3 separate regions of the Sus scrofa genome follow, and all the other regions are linked to region 1. A link is a contact called in public HiChIP or PLAC-seq and promoter capture Hi-C data. All regions are on one chromosome and are shown on one strand. Each heading gives the region's core, a stretch centred on a gene start, on an enhancer-like site or on the middle of the called end of the contact. The rest is flanking DNA. Distances are from core to core; before and after follow the strand shown.

Evidence for each region. Promoter capture Hi-C pulls out the DNA fragments that hold promoters and counts their contacts. HiChIP or PLAC-seq counts read pairs in DNA pulled down with a chosen protein or histone mark.
Region 2: an H3K27ac HiChIP or PLAC-seq map of alveolar macrophages shows a contact between it and region 1. The contact joins the promoter of USP19 here to the promoter of PRKAR2A in region 1. A contact is called at or near these places in 1 of 5 promoter capture datasets (fetal liver) and 1 of 2 datasets of contacts at active chromatin or transcription factors (alveolar macrophages).
Region 3: a promoter capture Hi-C map of fetal liver shows a contact between it and region 1, with 2.6 times the contacts expected there. The contact joins the promoter of NDUFAF3 here to the promoter of PRKAR2A in region 1. A contact is called at or near these places in 3 of 5 promoter capture datasets (fetal liver, fetal skeletal muscle and liver), 3 of 47 Hi-C or Micro-C datasets (heart right ventricle, liver and skeletal muscle) and 2 of 2 datasets of contacts at active chromatin or transcription factors (alveolar macrophages and skeletal muscle).

What each region holds. Positions count from the first base shown.
Region 1 is chr13:31,514,788-31,518,908 of Sscrofa11.1, reverse strand. PRKAR2A (protein kinase cAMP-dependent type II regulatory subunit alpha) reads left to right here and starts at 1,904. Exons shown (of 11, transcript NM_214258.2): 1 at 1,904-2,157. The coding sequence starts at 1,905.
Region 2 is chr13:31,734,047-31,738,167 of Sscrofa11.1, reverse strand. It overlaps USP19 (ubiquitin specific peptidase 19), which reads left to right and starts at 1,735. Exons shown (of 26, transcript NM_001271714.1): 1 at 1,735-1,997; 2 at 2,257-2,295; 3 at 2,420-2,593; 4 at 2,680-2,813; 5 at 2,887-3,192; 6 at 3,309-3,525; 7 at 3,664-3,820; 8 at 3,921-3,992; 9 at 4,108-4,121. The coding sequence starts at 1,871.
Region 3 is chr13:31,654,842-31,658,962 of Sscrofa11.1, reverse strand. It overlaps NDUFAF3 (NADH:ubiquinone oxidoreductase complex assembly factor 3), which reads right to left and starts at 2,022. Exons shown (of 5, transcript NM_001243606.1): 1 at 1,917-2,022; 2 at 1,637-1,829; 3 at 1,403-1,469; 4 at 1,208-1,308; 5 at 876-1,123. The coding sequence starts at 1,993. The coding sequence ends at 1,004. It overlaps DALRD3 (DALR anticodon-binding domain-containing protein 3), which reads left to right and starts at 2,657. Exons shown (of 14, transcript XM_021070653.1): 1 at 2,657-2,861; 2 at 3,574-3,647. The coding sequence starts at 3,593. It overlaps IMPDH2 (inosine-5'-monophosphate dehydrogenase 2), which reads left to right. Exons shown (of 15, transcript XM_005669533.3): 14 at 63-146; 15 at 250-321. The coding sequence ends at 271. MIR425 (microRNA 425) reads left to right here and starts at 3,890; the gene lies at 3,890-3,969. It also overlaps MIR191.

The DNA.
Region 1 (4,121 bases), core at 655-3,154:
TAACCACTGCGCCATGACGGGAACTCCCCTTCTTTCACAAATTTGACAGTCCAGGACGCTTTCCAGCAGTCAAGAAACTTATCCAGGGAGATACCACTGTTTGGAATCACAGGCCTGCCTGGCCTAGAGCTGGGTAGCATCTATACCAGTGGGGGCTGGATGTTCCTGCTTCTTGAAGCTCAGTTCCCAGCAGCACTGAGCTCCTGGGTGTGTGCCAAGCTAATATGAGAGATCCTAGTGAGGATTTTAATTAATGCTGGGTAATTACCAGGTGGAGCGTAACCATCCCAAATGCCTTTCAGATTCCCAGGGCTACATCTAGTCACTTTCTGCCTGGGCCCAGCAAAGAGAGGGAGGATTCTATCCTATGCCCTCTGAGTCTTTGGTCAGCACTTATGCTGTATGGACATCCCAGAAAAGTTTCTACCTTTTCCTGTTCCCCTCCAATTTGGTGTGCATGAAGGGGCAACTTGGGAAATAGCATGGCTTCTCCAGTTTCACCTATGCCCTCTCCCCAGGGGCAAAGGATATCTGTGCCTTGTGGTCTGCTCAACACCATTAAAGTACTGCTGGCCCAGGGTGGAATATAGGGATAGAAGAGATATCCAGACCTAGTCCTGGGAATCCTGATTGTATTGCTCAAGAGGAGAAAAAGGCACAGTGGTCATTCCTGCTCTGGGACTTTCTCTTTCTCTCTTGCTCTCTCTGATTTTTGTTGTTGTTGTTGTTCTACCCAGTTTTGTGGAGGGTTTCTTGCCCTTTTTTGGAGGCTTAAGTTCTTCTGCCAGTGTTCAATAGATGTTCTGTGCGAATTGTTCTATGTGTAGTTTTGTTTTTTTGATGCGTGTGCCACTTCCAAGTTGAGCTCTGCGGTCCTGCAAGCCGTAGAGCACATGGAGTGGGAGTTGTCAAAAAACAACTTTCTTTTGTGGGAGAAGGTGAGGGAGACATCTTAACTCCTCTGCCATCTCGATCCTTCTCTCCTGCTCTGGGTCTTATTCCCTTTTCTCAAGGAACATGTTTGACCTTCTGAGCTCTTCCAGGCTTATTTATCTGCCTTTGGCTCCAAAATTACTATATCACTGAAACTCCTCCTATCTACAAGGTCTTCTCCCTTTGACATCTCACAGTCTTCCTGCCAAGACTTCTGAGGGGCCTATGGTCATGCCACTATTCCACCCTGAGGTCTGGGTGGTTCTGACTTTACCAGGTCTTTGCACTTACTGCCCTCTAGGCCACATGGCTTTTCTTCAGATGCTCCTATGGCCAGATCCTGCCCAGGCCTCTGAGCCAGCTTAAATGCCATCCCCTAATGTGGGCCCTCTTGCTCTGCACTATAGCTGGAACCACTCTGAGGTGGTAATGTGCATTTTTACGTTGACTCTCGGTTATGTCCCTGGCACTTAGTAAGGGCTAGCAAACGGGAGGATCCTAGGGTGTGTTGAAAGTAGAAATTAAAAATAAGCGGCGCCAATGGACCCGCTTAACGGGAAAACCATTAATTGCTGCGCCTTGCGGAGAGACTGCCCGGCAGGCCCGGTGGGCTATTGGCGCACGCGCACTGAGGGCCAGAGCGCTGGCGGGAGCGCGCACGCCCGCGGCAGCGTGCGTCACAACCCGGGCTCCTGCCCCGCCCGTCCCGCTTGCCCGCCTGTCGGTACCCGCGGCTACGGCGGCGGCTGCCCAGTGACAGCGGCGGCGGTACCAGGCCGGCCGGAGTAGCGTAGGGTGGCGTGACCCGGAAACGCACACCCGGCCAAAGGGCGACCTGGCGCGAGGGGGGCCCAGCCCAGGTCGCGCGTGAGGAGACCTCGCGGGTGCCGGGCGGGAGGCCGGCGTGAGGGAGCGCCCAGACAGTGGCTGCCGGCGGCCGGGTCCTGCCTGTCCTCGCGGCCGCCGCCGGCATGAGCCACATCCAGATCCCGCCTGGGCTCACGGAGCTGCTGCAGGGCTACACCGTGGAGGTGCTGCGGCGGCAGCCACCCGACCTGGTCGACTTCGCGGTGGACTACTTCACCCGCCTGCGCGAGGCCCGCTCCCGAGCCTCCACCCCACCCGCCGCCCCTCCTTCCGGCTCCCAGGATCTAGAGCCCAGCTCTGGCCTTGTCACCGACGCGATCGCGGACAGCGAGTCGGAGGACGACGAGGACTTGGACGGTAGGAGGCAGGCTGGGCCAGGGGTCGCGGTGGGGGGGTCGAAGGAGCAGTGGCGGGTCGGGTAGGGGTCTCTAGGAGTTCCAGAGGGGGCTTCGGGGGCTAGGCCTGCAACCCTGGGCCCGGGACCTTGAAGCTCTCGAGCGGAGTTTGTCTGGGTTCCCGAACGGCGGGCTTGATCCCCGCGTGTGCCACTTCCAAATTGAGCTCGGCAGTCCTGCGAGCCGTAGAGCGCACGGAGTGGGAGTTGTCAGATTCAGCTCAAGAGAAACGTGCGCGCTTTCGGCCCGCATGCTGGCGCGGGGCCGGAGGGGCGTGGAGCCCACGGCTGCTTGGCCTCTGCTGGAGACCCTTCGCCCACTTTCGTTCCGAAGACAAGAACATTCACATCCACTGACTCATATTTCATAGCCAGGAAGGTAACTTTGTCTGGAAAGAATTCATTTTGTGAAGTTATTGTGAAAAACTTCGAGCATATACAAAAATAGAGAGAAAATGTGAAATGAACCCCCTATATGCCATCACCCCCATTACACAGTTGAAAGATCTGTCACAGATGTTTCAGCTGTATTTTTTTTTTCCTCTTTGCTGAAGTATTTTAAAGCAAATTCCAGCATTTCACCCTTGGTCCTTGAGTATGCATTTCTTAAAGTACGGATCCTGGAAAGAAAAAAAACCCTATATATATAATATCTATCTATCTATATATATATATATATACACACACACACATAATAATATAATAATAATTTATATATATATATAAATTTGGCTAAGATAATTGGATCAAATAAATTTGATGAGGGTAAACAATAACTTTTTTTAGCATACGGGTTGCAGGAAAGAGAACAGTAACACTTTCTATATATATTTAAGCAGGGTTGTCAGAAAGCAATTCCATTTTCCTTGGTTGCTTCAACATAGGCTTTGTCAACTTAACAATAGAATTACCCTACTTTTGAACAGCCAGATTTTTTGAACTCATTTTAAAAAATTAAATTATAGGAGTTCCCGTTGTGGCGCAGTGGACAAATCTGACTAGGAACCATGAGGTTGCAGGTTTGATCCCTGGCCTTGCTCAGTGGGTTAAGGATCTGGTGTTGCCCTGAGCTGTGGTGTAGCTTGCAGACTCGACTTGGATCCCACGTTGCTGTGGCTCTGGTGTAGGCCAGTGGCTACAGCTCCGATTAGACCCCTAGCCTGGGAACCTCCACATGCCACAGGAGCGGCCCTAGAAAAGGCAAAAAGACAAAAAAAAAAAAAATTAATTATAGTTGATTTACAATGTGTCAATTTCTGCTGCACAGCAAAGTGACTCAGTCATACACACACACACACACACACACATATATACACACATATATATGTATATATATACACACACACACACACATTCTTTTAATATTATTTTCCACCATGGTCTGTCCTAGACTGGATATAGTTCTCTGTGCTATACATAGGACTTTATTGTCTACCCATTCTAAATGTAATAGCTGGCATCTATTAACCCCACACTCCCAGCCCATTCCACTCCCTTCTCCCTCCCCTAGACAGTCAGAAGTCTGTTCTCCATGTGTGTGAGTCTTGGACAGCCAGAATTTAACAAAAAAGTGAAAACATTTGCAGGACAGAGTTAGAGACTTAGTGTTGCTAGATCATATTGGAGAAAAAAAACCCCAACAACCTAGTTCTGAATTGAATCCATATTCAAGTCAGACTGGCAGGGAGTTAATTATTGGTCATTGCTGTTAGAGGTTGTAAGCTTCAGTTTCTGGACAGCTTTCCTAAGTTTATTCATACCAAGTGTGGAAATTGCTTTTCTGGGTTTCCCCTGACTTAATACACATTAAATTATGGGTTTTTCACCTTGAACCTGGAAATCAGAAATTATTTTCCAACTCTGCCACCAGATCTCTGCCACAGAAGTGTTTGGTGGCCCAAGACAAAGCTGCGGAACCTGTTTGATT
Region 2 (4,121 bases), core at 486-2,985, 220 kb before region 1:
GGAGCTGCCCGTCGCCGCGTGCCCGCTCCCGCCGGAAGTGCGTCATCGGCTCTGCGTTCAACCTCCCGCGGCCGTAACTAGAAGTCGAAACAAAACAAGCAGCTGAGGCGGTGGCGGCGGCGCCGGGACGGGGGAGGGGCGCGCCGGAACCGGAACCGACCTGACGCCGGAACCGGAACCGAGAGCGGGTTGCCAGGGCCCGAAGAGGGCTGGCGGCGGCGGCCTCGCTCGGTGAGTGGGGCGGGCCGCTGCTTGCCTTTCTCGCCAGAGCCGGGAGGCCGCTACGCGGCCCGGGGCAGCCTGTTCAAGGTCACGGGCCGCACCAGCCTCCACCCCTCGAGCCCTACGGGGTGCCGGGCCCACTGGTGCAGGCGGGGCCGTTACGTTACGCCCGTGACCGGCCTTCGGTCTTGGAGAGGGCTGGCGGCGGGCGAGGGCGGCTTCCTGGAGGAGGTGGTAGTGGTGATGGGCCCAGGGTTCGGAGGCTGGAGCTGGGTTGCAGTCTGGCCGGCGCCGGTCTGTGGTCAGTAACCCCGCGCGGCCTTGGATCTCTAGACAGCCCCTTTCCCTCCTTAATGTCCCAGGAGGAAAGGGGAGGGACGCGATGTTCGCCTGGGGCCTGGGAGCAAAGAGGCGGAGGATGTCTGTCCCTCTGCTCTGGACCTGTCGTCATTGAAGATGCAGCTCACTAGTCCCACATCTGACCCATAGAAGAACATCTTACCCCTCCCCTCATAGCCACAACCCTTGGGAACACAGACTAATCACTATCTGTCCTGCTACTGTCTCAGGCCATGCTTGAGGCTGCTAGGGGTCCTGGTTCCATGGTTCCTTCATGCCCACCTTATCTCGGTTTTGAGAACGTTATTTTGGATGAAGAAACAGCCCAGAACCCACTGGTGGGTTTGTGGGAAATGGGTAGAAGGTCTCAGGCTCAGAGCTGATAAATGTGTGGACCTGGTAAGGAAGGGTTTCAGTCTCAAACTGGATGCCCGTCCTGCCTTGGTTTTGGGGCAGGATTGCTGCTGAAATGGTAGTGTGACATCTGAATGCACTGTTCACCCTGGCTTTTACAATTCTCTGTCTGCATGGGACAGCAACTGGAGAGAGAAATCTTTCCAGATGTAGGAGAAAAAAAGAAATAAATGGAGTAATGCATAGAAGCAGGTTCAGAGGAGGGTGGGAACTGGCTGGTGGCAGGTGAGGTGCCTTAATCTCAAGAGCTTGCCTGGTCAGTGGTAGCAGCTGGGCTGGGCCTGTTTTCAGCCAGAGAGCCTGGTCCTCCTGCTGTTTGATTGCCTGTCTCCCTCTTTCCTGCCTTCCTCCTCCACCTCCTACTTCTCGGGTGGTGACTAAGCAGCCAGTGAGAGTGAAGGGAAAGTGAGCACCCTGCTCAGAGCACCAGCCTGTGGGCTGAAGCCATGGCTCCTCTCCAGATTGATGGTGGAGCCTGGTCCCAGGCTGTGGCTGCCTTGACCTGGCGTCTCCTCAGTGAGACTCCTTTGTGGGTCTTCATGGCAGACCTCCTAGATAGGATGCTCAGCCAGCAGTGGCTGCTGCTCCTTGTGTTTTTTGTTTCCCTCTAGGAATAGTCTGAGAGTATCCAGGGCTAGATCAGGTGATGGAGAGACATTGCTCTGTCGGGTTAGAAGTGTCCCAGGTTGCCAAGCCGTGGGCGTGACCAAGGAGCAAATTTGGGGCCTTGGTAGTGATCACTGGTTTGCTTCTCATTAGGCTGTCAGTTCCTTGCTGGAAGATTTGGCCACAAAGAGTTGCCAAGATAGCTGGGCCAGGAAGAAAGCGCCGTAGCCCTGACCCAGACGCCGTTGCCGACCCTGGGGCACTCTGGCTGTCGACCAAGCGGCTCAAGATGTCTGGAGGGGCCAGCACCACAGGCCCAAGGAGAGGGCCCCTGGGACTGGAAGAGGCCACCAGTAAGAAGAAGCAGAAGGATCGAGCAAACCAGGAGAGCAAGGATGGAGATCCCAGGAGAGGTGGTAGTGTCAATCCCAGAGGGCTCATGACCTTCTGCTCCTCCCTTCCTGTTGAGTGTGTGGATTAGAGGTTGGGAGATGACTTTTTTGTTCCTTCTGTCCTGATCTGATGCTGAGAGAAGGACCAATGGCAGGCTGGGTAGAGCCTTAGCTTTGAAGTTGGGGTGCTTGGCTGAGATCCTAAAGATGGTGTTTGGTGGGTGTTAGAATCTTGGAGGCTTCCCATCTGTCATCCTTTCCCTGTTCTTTCCTTTGTTGTCAGGGTCAGCATCCGCTCCTCAGGAGGAGCATACCAAAGAGGGTGAGTAATGTACAGGCCTTCTGGATGTTAGACTGCTAGGGGAGAGGGGGGGTCGTGGGGTTATAGCCTTTGTCTAGAACAATTTTGTTAGGGTTGGTGTCTGGTGCCTGCTTATCCTCATCAGAAGTTCATGGAGACCCTCACAATCTTTTTGGAACTCCTTCTACAGAGTTGTTGCTGGATTGGAGGCAGAGTTCTGATGAGGTGATTGTCAAGTTGCGTGTGGGAGCTGGTCCCCTGAGGCTGGATGAAGTAGATGCTGCTTTCACGGACACAGACTGTGTGGTGCGGCTTCCAGGTCTGTTCATCTGCTTTGAGCCTAGCAGTAGATTTGAATCCTTGGCTATCTCCTACCCCAGCTCACTGCTTCCACTCTGTCGCCAGGTGGTCGGCAGTGGGGTGGTGTTTTCTATGCTGAGATAGATGGTTCCTGTACCAAAGTGCAGGCTCGCAAAGGTGGCCTCCTGCAGCTCTCACTGCCCAAGAAGGTGCCTATGCTCATGTGGCCCTCTCTCCTGGTAAGTTCCAGAGCAAGGTAAGGCAGGGATACTCACTGTAGTTGACCAAGTCTGACTGCTGTATCTTTGGCAGAAGAAACCTCTAGGGACCCAGGAGTTGGTGCCAGGGCTGCGGTGCCAGGAGAATGGGCAGGAAGCATCTCCCATTGCCTCGGAGCCAGGCCCTGAGCCCCGCCGGGCTAAGCAGGAGGCCCGGAACCAGAAACGGGCCCAGGGCCGTAGTGAGGCAGGCACAGGGGCTGGCCCTGGGGCCCAGGCAGGCCCCAGCGCCAAGAGAGCTGTGCATCTCCGCAGAGGGCCAGAAGGGGAAGGGTCCAGAGATGGCCCTGGACCCCGGGGTGATGCCCCCCCTTTCCTGGCTGAGCCAGCATCCACCCAGGTGAGATTGGCGTGCCTGCTTGGAAGTTGTTAGACAAGAGGAAAGGGTGTGGACTGCAGTGGGTAGCCACCAGCCAGACCCAGGGCTGATTCTGCAAACAATCTTGCCGTAAATAGGCTGAGGCTGAGGAACAGCTCCGTGTACCACCACTGAACCCCCAGACCTGCCTCCTGGGCTCAGAGGAGGATCTAGAACTTTTGACAGGAGAGAAGGCAGTGTCCGCCAGGAATGATCCAGTGTCCCCAGCCATGGCCCGGAGCAGAGACCCCGAGAAAGGTGACCGTTCCAAAGAGGAGATGGCAGTGGCAGCAGATGCTGCAACCTTGGTGGATGGTAAAGGTGGGGCTGGGGCCCAGCAGGCCGAGCTCTAGGTTGGGTTGCAAGGTTGGTGGGTGGGTGGGTGGGTAAGGAGTAGAATAGGAATAGTCTGGAACCTGTCCTGGGTGGTGCTGAGCTGTGGTCTCAACGTAGAGCCTGAGTCCATGGTGAACCTGGCATTTGTCAAGAATGACTCCTATGAGAAGGGGCCGGACTCAGTGGTGGTGCACGTGTACGTGAAGGAAATCCGCAGGGACACCTCTCGAGTGCTTTTCCGCGAGCAGGACTTCACGCTTATCTTCCAGACCAGGTGGGTGGGCGGGCAGACTCATGGGGCAGACAGTGTGCTTCAGGCAGGTTAGGGTGTCTCATGCTCTTTTTCTTGCCCTGGCCCTGCTGTGCTTCTGCAGGGATGGAAACTTCCTGAGACTGCACCCGGGCTGCGGGCCCCACACCACCTTCCGTTGGCAGGTGAAGCTCAGGTGGGTGGTGCCCAGCTCCACCACTGTGCCTCTCTCACCCTGGGCTCCATCACCCTGGCCTGTCTAGCCTGATACTCCCTCCACCTAGGTTCCTGAGTTTAGCCTTTTCCCGCAGGAACCTGATCGAGC
Region 3 (4,121 bases), core at 773-3,272, 140 kb before region 1:
CCATCGACTAGAGGGGCTGGACGAGGGCCAGCTCCCCACATCTGACCACCACCCCTGTTCAGAGCCATGATGTATTCTGGGGAGCTCAAGTTTGAAAAGAGAACATCTTCAGCTCAGGTTGAAGGTGGCGTCCACAGCCTTCATTCGTAAGTGACCAACCCTTTCCATTCCTCTGTCCTTGGGGTTGAGGTGTCTCCCATGCCTCGGTCTTCCTGCCCTCACCCTCACAGCTGGTCCTTCTGCCAACAGGTATGAGAAGCGTCTTTTCTGAAAAGGGATACAGCACACCTCCTTGGTTTTTCAATAAAAGTTTGAAAAAAAGTGATGCCTGATCTTTGAGGTCAACAACAAGCAGGTAGTGCTCTGCAGCTGCCACCATCACAGATACACACCAACACAGTACCGTCATTTCCAGGGAAAACCTCAAGCCCTGAGATGAGGGTGCTGTGAGCACCTGGACGTAGGTGGTAGTGCTAGATTCAGAAAGTCCCTTCTCTGGCAGCTCAGACCAGTTCTGGCTCCCAAGGGTTTGGTCTCAAACTGTGACTCTGACTGTAGCTGCTAAGAAAGGGTCACAGAACAGGCCATGAGGCTATAGACTGGCATCCACAGGGCCTCCTGCTAGCCCAAAGCTTGGCCACAGGGGATCAGGCTGAGACCCCACATACATGTTCTCTAACTTGAATCTCTAAAGGGCCTTGTGGAGAAAGCACTGAAGTCCCCTCAAATCTGCATGTGAGCAAAGAGATGTACAGTTTATAACAGACACCTATACAGCTTCCTCGCCTCTTGAGTATCCCCTTGATTTTTTCACAACCCCCTCCATGAACCCACGGAGCCAGCAGCTCCTGTCCAGCAATACACCTAGTACAAAATTGTGAGAAGTAGATTAAATTATTAATTTGCTGGCTAGAAAGACAAGTTGTTACAGTGCCAAAGGGGAGGAGCTAGTAAAAACTGGAAACCCCTGCACTCAGCAAAGGGTGGCAAGGTTCCTGGTGGTTCATTTTTTTGAGACTTGGGCCAAAGATGTGAGAGCAGCCCCTCCAGGTGGGGGAATGAGAGCAGCTCCTGTCACCCGGCCTTCATGACACAGGAAGTTGAAAGTGGCACAGGCATTGGGCTGCAAAGAGAAAGCCAGCATCAGCTGGGCTAGGGCCAAGGCCAGGCCTGGGCTCGCCTCAGCATTCCCGAGTACCAGACATACTGTGTCCTGCACTTCCACAGCGATGCCCCGCTGCCTCATGGCTCGCAGCACCTGGGGCTGCAGCCGCTCAGTCCGGTCTCCAGTGCCCACCACAACAATCTCTAGGGAAAGATGAGCATAGCAAGGCTGCAACGAGGTCTATCGAGAGGGTGGGTTTCCGGGGCTCATCACCTCAGCCTTCCCTTCCTCCAGTACCTATTCGGGGCTCCAGCATCCAAAAGAGAGAGAAGCTTCCTTCGGTGATGTCCTGGTGGGAACCTACCTGTGTGGGAAGGAGACAAGTTAATTACAAGTCTATGGAGGTTTCCCCACCGACCCTCTACCTGCTCCAAAGCGGGGCAAAAGAAAAGCCAAGTTTGCCAAGGACGGAGTCAGGAAGGCAGGCCTGACTCTGGTCCTCGGGTTTCCTTATTGCAGGGAAGGGCTCACGTTCCACTGCACCACCGAGTGCGGAAGCAGCGCGCAGGGCCCAAGCACGCGATTTCCATTGACCACGAAGCCGCGGCTGCTGTAGCTGTCGATGTACATCGCCTGCGGGGACTCGCGCTGCAGCAGAGATATTCGCGTCCGCTGATACAGCTCATCATCCGTCGGCGTGAGCCGATGCCCACGCCCTGGGGCCCTGCGGAGGGGTATGGTCGGGGTCTAAGGGGCTGGGAGTCGCTGGCTGTGGGGGGCAGGTGGTCAGGGACGGTGGGTCCGGCCTCACCAGGACAGCTGCGCGAGCGGCCAGCGAAGGATGTGTCGCGCTCGATACAAGCTCCGAAGCACGAACACCGCTGCCATGGCGGATCAGCGCACAGGGAGACCGGCGCAGGGTCAGCGGGGTCGTGGCGTCACCCAGCCCGGAGCAACGACAGCGCCCCCAGCGTCGCGGAGGGCACCGCGCAGCTCTGCCGGCCCCGGGCTGGAGACGGGAGGGAGCCGACCAGGGGCTTAGGTCCCAGCAGGGCGGGTCTCCCGGTGCGGCTCCAGTGTCTGCAGCTGCCGTCCGCCCCGCCCCAGGCCCCCGCAGGCCGTTCTGGGGGAGCCGGACACCTGGTGGCGTGACAGGCCTCAGCACAGTCTGAGCCCCAGCCGCGGCCGGGCCCCCGGCTCTTAGCCATTAAGCCGGGCTCTTGGGACCCGGGGAGGGGCGGCCTAGCACCTGTTCGAGTCCCGCACACCTGGCCAGGGCGTGGTGCCAGCCTCCAAATTTCTAATCCCGGCTTCGCGGAGTCGGATTCCGAGGGCGGTGCGGGCAGCTCAGGTTTCCCCCTCTCGCCCTCCGAGTTCAGCCCCTCCCAACCGTTCACCCGCGCGACCGTTGGCAACGCCGCGGCGTTTCACACCAGGCGTCGTTGCGCTTGGATTGGCTTCTCTGGAGGGCGAGGGGGCGTGGCTGAGTGGTTTCGCCTTAAAATGGCTCCAACTCTGCGGCTAGAACAAGCGGAAGAGGACGCGACGTCAGGCTGGTCGTTGCTGCTCCTGGGTCGGACCGGGCCGAAACGGACCAGACATTGAACTATACAGCGGCCGGAGTATCGCCCTATTCTTGTTCACCTCGCTCTGCGTCCAGAGAATCCCTCCCCCGCGTCTTGAGCCGAATCAGAAGGCCTACTGGTGCCAGAGTCGCTGGCGCCCGCGCAGGTTCCGACATCTCGGCGCGCCTACTGTATGGTGGCCTCCGGGGAAACATTGCTGCGTCTGCCGCCCGCGGGGCCAGGCTGGCGGGGGGGTTTCGAACAACCGAGGACGTTCTCAGTAGATCTCCGGGGGTCCCGTCGCTGCCTTGAGGGCTCATTGGGCTTCTCGCACTCCCGACACTGGCAGCGTCACCAGACAAAGGGCCCGGGTGCGGGGGTGTCCCAGGGGAGGGTTTACTTCCTCTCCGAGGCCCCACGGGCGCGCTTCCCTCTTGGCTGATCCTGAAGCCCGCCCCGCCACCGCCAGTGTAGTGGCCCTGACTGCATGGGACCAACAGGATTAATCCTACCCCGTGGATCTAATCCAGATTGGGACCCAGTCCCGGGGGGGGGGGTCCCCACCACACCTATTGTTTTGGGGCCCAGGTGAGCGAGCGGCTCGTTCCTACCGCACTTGATTTCACCACCTTCTCTTGGCTCCCTCTCCTGGGACTGGGAATGTAGGAAGTTTGATCTGGCACCAAGGCAAGAGATTACCCCTCTCAACCTCCCACTCCCCACGGCTGGACAGCGGGCAACGGAATCCCAAAAGCAGCTGTTGTCTCCAGAGCATTCCAGCTGCACTTGGATTTCGTTCCCTGCTCTCTTGCCTGAGCAGCGTTCTGGCCCAGATTCGGTGGGCTAGCCCCTGATCCCCAGACATACTTTATCGGGCCACTCTGATTTCTGTCCCTCTCTCAGGTGCGCCCTCAGGCTGGAAATGACAGGCGTAGACGTCGGGGAGCCCAGGCTGTGGCCATCTCTTGGATCCCAAGGTAGCACTGGCAAGGGAGGGAGGACACAGGGACTTCTGATTGGGCTGCAATGGTGGTCTGCAATGGTGGTGAGTCCCCCAGGGCCACCCCAGCCCACAGCTGACTAAAGATAGCCCTTCACTTCCTGGGGTAAAGCCACTGTAAGTGTCCTCATGCACCAAGAGTAGCTGAAGACCCCAGCTCAGCCTCTGGCCCCCAATCCTATTAGCAGCTGACCCTAGGTTGTGCACCTGCGGCATGGAAAGTGCTTTGGAATGACACGATCACTCCCGTTGAGTGGGCACCCAAGTAGCCATCGGGAATGTCGTGTCCGCCCAGTGCTCTTTCGGAGCCTCCCTGCAGGGCCTTGCAACCCTGGCCCAGAAAGGGACCTTGCCAAGCTTTTCCTGCTCCTAGAATCCTCTCTCTTCTGAGTTCTGGGCACTCTCACTTCTCCAGGGCAGAGATTATGGATGTTCTGCTGCATCAAGTTCA